2 separate regions of the Anser cygnoides genome follow, and region 1 is linked to region 2. The links are chromatin contacts, called in public Hi-C maps. All regions are on one chromosome and are shown on one strand. Each heading gives the region's core, a stretch centred on a gene start, on an enhancer-like site or on the middle of the called end of the contact. The rest is flanking DNA. Distances are from core to core; before and after follow the strand shown.

Evidence for each region. Hi-C and Micro-C count contacts between places; a contact is called where the count stands out from the background.
Region 1: a contact with region 2 is called in a Hi-C map of liver, with 8 times the contacts expected there. The contact joins the enhancer-like site here to the promoter of TOP2A in region 2. A contact is called at or near these places in 2 of 7 Hi-C or Micro-C datasets (both in liver).

Annotation. Positions count from the first base shown.
Region 1 is chr22:7,629,163-7,631,862 of Taihu_goose_T2T_genome, reverse strand. RARA (retinoic acid receptor alpha) reads left to right here. Exons shown (of 10, transcript XM_066981428.1): 2 at 1,635-1,819; 3 at 1,822-1,942. The coding sequence starts at 1,763. Among named protein-coding and RNA genes, the nearest start is that of RARA, 6.7 kb to the left of the region's middle. Within about 2 kb of position 1,307, at least 2 of the 3 cell types and tissues checked have open chromatin away from gene starts, as enhancers often do. A contact at or near this core is called in liver, where this site is marked.
Region 2 is chr22:7,588,347-7,591,299 of Taihu_goose_T2T_genome, reverse strand. TOP2A (DNA topoisomerase II alpha) reads right to left here and starts at 1,581. Exons shown (of 35, transcript XM_048053205.2): 1 at 1,425-1,581; 2 at 585-731; 3 at 402-492. The coding sequence starts at 1,457. LOC106049566 (collagen alpha-1(XVIII) chain-like) reads right to left here. Exons shown (of 23, transcript XM_048053179.2): 23 at 2,560-2,953. The coding sequence ends at 2,866.

The DNA.
Region 1 (2,700 bases), core at 58-2,557, 41 kb before region 2:
CCCCAGCCCCCCATTGGGGAGCAGCCCCGTGCCGGGGGCTCTGCGCCCCGTTTTGCACGGCAGGAAGGCACCGTGCCTTGCTCCGAGGGGGGGGGGGCACAGCTCCATTTACCCCCAGGACCCCCCCCCCACACACACCTCCAGAGCCCCCTCGGCCGGTGCCAGTCCCGGGGGGGTGCCGGGAAGGTGCCCCCCAGGCCGGGGACAGGCGGTGGCCGTGCCGCTGGCCTTGCTCTGTCCCAGGCCTGCGGTGTGCTGGGGGGGGGGGGGTGTCTGGGAGCGAGGGGGGGGGCCCGGGCGCGGGTTGAGTAATTGGGCCCCGGCGTGGCTGGCGCGGTGCCCGGTGAGCACTTGGCACCGGCAAACATCAACACTGCTTCCCGCGCCGCCCCCCCCCCTCCGCTGCCCCCCTGCCCCCCCAAACCCAGCTCGGGGGGCCGCAGCACCGATTGGGGATGGGGTTTGGAGGGGGGGGGCTCCGGGTGGCCCCCGTGCTGGGCTGGCACCGGGGTCCCTCGGGTGCCGTGGGGGGGGCACCGTGGCTTGGCGGCTGTCACCCCCCCCCCTCCCCTCCATGCCCAGCTCCGGCGTTGTCCCGGCTGCCGGAGCGGTGCCCAGCACCCACTGGGTGCCCCCCACCCTTGGGTGCCCACTATGGGGGACGGACGGACAGTACGTGTGTGTCCCCCCCCGCCACCCCATTGCGGGTGCCCCTCTGGATGCGGGGCATCATTGAGGGGTCTGAGGCTGGGGGTCCTGCCCCCGGGGGGGGGGGGGGGTTGCACCCAGTCCTTGGGGTGAGGGGGGGTGGTTTGGGGGCGGGGGGGGGCAGGCAGGGCCGTGCCCGTCCCAGCCCCTCCCCAGCGCCTCGCCGGGCGGCCCAGCCTTGTTCCTCTGGATCCTTTTCCGCCTCCGCGGGGCCGGGAGCCAGCACTCTCGGCAAATAAACATCCCCCGCCGGGCCTCGCGCCAGCGCTTAAATAAACAGCCAGCCCGGGATTGTGAAAGCCCCGGGCCCCCCGCCCCATACGCTGTGGGGTCCCCCCCCCCCCCCCCCCCCCAAGGCCCTCACCGCTGGCCTGGCATGGGGGGGGGGGGGGGTTGCGGGGTCCCTGCCCGGCCGGGGGGGCTCCCAGCCGTGGTACGGGGTCAGGGTGCTGTGCCCAGCACCCTGTCGGAGGGTGCTGGTGCTGGGGGGGGGTCTCGGAGCCCCCTCCCCGTGCTGGGCCAGGAGGTGCCCCCCCCCCCGACCCCCTCCCCCCCCAGCACCCCCGTGACGCTCGGGGACACGCGGCGGGGGACGCTGACCTCAGGGGACCCCGCGGTGCTCGTCGGCATCCCCCCACCCGCACGTCCCCTGTGCGTGGTGCTGGGGGGGGGTCCCCGCTGCGTGCCCCCCCCCCCCCCCAGGCCATAAGCCGGGATTAGAGACCGGTGGTGGTGGTGTTAATCGGGGGGGGGGGGTGTGTTAATCCCACGGGCACGCTGCGCCCCCCCCCGGGGCCGTGGTGGGATGCGGTGCTGGGGAAACTGAGGCACGGGGCGGTGGGCAGCGCGTCGGGATGGTTTGGGGGTGTCACAGCCTGTGTTTTAACCCCCCCCCCCGTTTTCTTTTTCTGCCCCCCCCCCCGCAGCACCCCAGGAGCCGCAGCCGTGCCAGGACAGGCGCCGGGCAGCCCCATGCTCTGCTCACCCCACGCCTGAACGCGCCCCCCCCCCTGCCCCCCCCCCCCACCCCCACCAGCACCGGAGGCCCCCCGCCATGGCCAGCAACAGCAGCTCCTGCCCCACGCCCGGGGGGGGGCACCTCAACGGCTACCCCCGTGCCCCCCCTACGCCTTCTTCTTCCCCCACATGCTGGGGGGGCTCTCGCCGCCCAGCACCCTGCCCGGCATCCAGCACCAGCTGCCCGTCAGCGGATACAGCACGCCCTCGCCGGCCAGTGAGTACCGAGGGGGGGGCCGGGGGCGGGGGGGGGGGGGGGCTCTGCTTTTATAGGGGGGGGGGGTCCTGATGTCGGGATCCGAGCCGGGGGTGCGTGCGGGGACCCCCCGGTGTCCGTGCTGCGGGTGCCGGCCCCGCAGGGATGCTCCGGTGCCGGCACCGTGGTGCTGCTCCGGTGCCGGGAGGGTGACACCGGGCCTGGGGGTGTCCCCGTCCCCCCCCCGGCGAGCTTTATAAATCGCTGCGGCGACAGGAAACAAAGGGTTGGGGGGGCAAACCGACCTCGTACGGTGTGGGGGGGGCTGGGGGGCACCGGCTCCTCGCTCCCTGGCTGCGGGCGCTCGCCGTGGCCCCGTCGGCGCCGCCACCGGGGGAAACTGAGGCACGGCGCGGGGCGCGCGGGCGCTAATTGCACGGCCGCCTTCGTTAATGGCCGGGGTTGTAACGGCCCGGTTAGGGGGCCGGTGGCCGTTCCCCGGGCACATTGGTGGCACCGGGCTGGGTGCCGGTCAGGGGGGGGGGGGCTCAGCACGGTGGCAGGGGGGCCGGTGCCGGCGGTGCCGCGCGCTGCGCCCTTTGTTGGCGCGGCGGCCGCCGGGGGAGGGGGGCGATGGAGGCGATGGGCCTGCCTGCTCTGATTCAATTTCCCCCTGACAGCCTCGTCCATCCATCACGGGGCCGCGGCCGCCACCGGGAGCTGGGGGGGGGGGGGGGGGGCCGGGCTGGACCCCCCCCACCCTCCCCTGGCCTGCCTCA
Region 2 (2,953 bases), core at 332-2,831:
TATAAAGTGTTTTCAGTACGATGAATAAAAAAAATTACTGGAATGCAACTATTTTGCAAGTTAAAAAGAAGAGTACTACAAGTGCTACAAAAAGGGGAATTTGGGGATGAATTAAACGGGTTTGGAATACTGAAAGCAATCATCCCATGAACGGCTTACTACTTAGCAGTGCTAATGGAAATTAAGATCAGCAAGAAACTACTATCCAGCATTTCCAAGCACAACTGACAAAATAAACCCCGCGAGCACCACTGAACAAACCACACAACAGGCGTTACTTGGTCAACAGTGCAACTAGATAAAAGCACACTTGACGGGTTCTCAAGTCTAACTCTGGTTTCTCTGTCGGTTCAGAAACACCTCGACAGCCAAGCAACAACCCAAGAACAGCATCTTCTTACCCAGAATCTCATCAAAGATTTTGTACAAGCCAGGCACAAAGGTCACATCTCTGCAGTTCAGGCCCACGTCCTCATCAAAAACCCACATTTGCTGAAAAGAAAGACAAGAAACGTTTAGCCCCCCGGTTCAGCTCCGCGCTGCGGGTTTGGAGGGCTCAGAGGCCGTCCCTGGCCCCGCCGTACCTGGGTCACCGTCTCCACGGAGCCGATGTAGGTGTCGGGCCGGAGCAGGATGTGCTCCAGCTGCGTCTTCTTCTGGTAGATGCGCTCCACCGAGAGCCGCTTCTTGGCGCCATCGCCCTTGGGCAGCCGGGGGTTCTCGTCGGTGGGCTGAGGGGGGGGAAGAGAGGGGGTGAGGGGCAGCGGGGACTGGTGGCGGGGGGCAAGAGGGGAGTCTGGGGGATTCTGAGCCGTGGGGGGGACCCCATGGGAGTAGAGTTTGGGGGTCTCTGATAGGAGGGGAGTTTAGGGGGGCTCTGAGTCGGGAGGGTCCTGATGGGAGGGGGGTCTGGACGGCTCCAAGCCTGGGGGAGGGTGGGCAGAAGGGGGAAACCGGGGGGCTCCAAGCCAGGGTCCCTGATGGGAGGGGAGTTTGGGGGGGGGGGGGGGCTGATGTGAAGAGAGTGTGTGTGTGGGGAGCTCCGCGCCTTGCGGGGGGGGGAGAAGAATTTGGGGAGGCTGACAGGAGGGTAGCTTGGGGGGGAATTTGGGGGGCTCCAAATGGCGGGGGGGGATCGGAAGGGGAGTTTAGGGAAGGGCTCTGACGGTAGGGGAGCTTGGGGCGAGAGTTTGGGGGTCTCCGAGTCGGGGGGGGCCCTAACAGGAGGGGGGAGGCCTAGAGGAACCTGGGGGGGGCGGTTGTGAGAGGCCATGGAGCGGCGGGGGGAGGCCGGGGACACCCTGAGGGGATCCGGCGAAGGGGTGAGGGGGGACCCTGAGGGGCCCGGGGGGGTTCTGAGGAGCCCAGGGGGGTCTGAGAGAGGCCGGGGGGGTTCCGAGGGACCCGGGGGGGCACCCACGCACCCGGAGCGGCACCGGGGACTCCGCGAGCTCCATGGCGGCGGCGGCAGCAGCACTGAGGGGCGCCAACGGCCCCGCGCAGTTCGAACCCGCGCCCAGCCCGCCACAACGCTCCGCCAATCGCCGCGCGCCGGCCCCCGCCGCCCGCCAATGGCAGCGGGAGGGCGGGGACACAAGCGGTGCCCGCCTCCCGTCTCCTCGCCAGTCACAAGGCGTGCCGCGCTTTCAAAGCAGCCAATCGAAGGGGAGATTTCTTTGATGGGCAGGGAGATTGGCCAGTGGGAGGGGGAAGAGGGAGGGCTCTGAGCGGCTGGATCCGTGCGCGGCTGGGTCCTGCGCATGCTCAGTCGTCGTTGTGGGGGGGGGGGTGATGGGGAGGCCCCAGTGGGAGGGGTCTGGGGGAACGGGGAAGCAGTGGGCATGGACTGGGGGAACTGGGAGCCTGTGGGTGGGGACTGGGGGGGCTGGGTGTGGGGTCTGGGGGTAACTGGGAGCCAGGGAGCGGGGACTGGGAGTAACTGGGAGTGGGGTCTGGGGGTAACTGGGAGCCAGTGAACAGGGACAGAGTAACTGGGAAGCAGTGGGTAGGGACTGGGGAGTACTGGGAGCCAGTGGGCGGGGACTGGGAGCCAGTGGGCAGGGTCTGGGGTAACTGGGAACCAGTGAGTGGGGTCTGGGGGCAACTGGGAACCAGTGAGCAGGGTCTGAGGGGTAACTGGGAGCCAGGGAGCGGGGTCTGGGGTAACTGGGAACCGGTGAGTGGGCACTGCGAGTAAATGGGACCCAGTGAGCGGGAACTGGGAACCAGTGGGCAGGGACTGGGGGCAACTGGGACCCAGTGGGACCCAGTGAGCAGGGCGGGGGGCCAGGCTGTGGCTGAAGCCCCCCCTCTAGCCCCTGGTTCGTCGGGACAGCTTGCCATGCGGCCCTGTTGGTGACAGTCGATGGCAGGCTGGTGGCTGTGACTTCATGGTCCTTGTGGTGTCCCGCCCGTCCCCACATTGCTCCCCCCATCCCCACACTGCTCCCCCTGTCCCCACACTGCATCCCCCGACACCACACTGCAGGCTCAGCACACCCGTCCCCAGCCCCTCACCGCTGTCCCGGTAATGACCCCCCAGTAACGGGAAGCTGGGCATTGTCCAAAACACCAACTTTTCCACATCTTTATTTCTGGGGAAGGCGCAGCATTAGCATTACTTGAGGTAATGGAGGTGGCCGGGCACAGCCTGGGGGCCAAGCACAGCCCGGGACGGGGACGACGATGTCCTCCCAGTGCCCAGGATGGGGACGATGTCATCCCGGTGCTCCCAGTGCCCGGGATGGGGACGATGTCCTCCCAGTGCTCCCAGTGCTCGCACAGCCCCGACGCTGCAGTTCTCTCCCCATGGGATACCTGGGGCCGCGGGCCCCCCGGTGCCGCGATGCCCCCACCGCGTGGCCGTCACCACATGTGGCGGTAGGGGAAGGCCACCTCCACGCACAGCACCACCAGCTCCTCGGAGCAGTTGTGCCGCTGCCCCGCCAGCAGC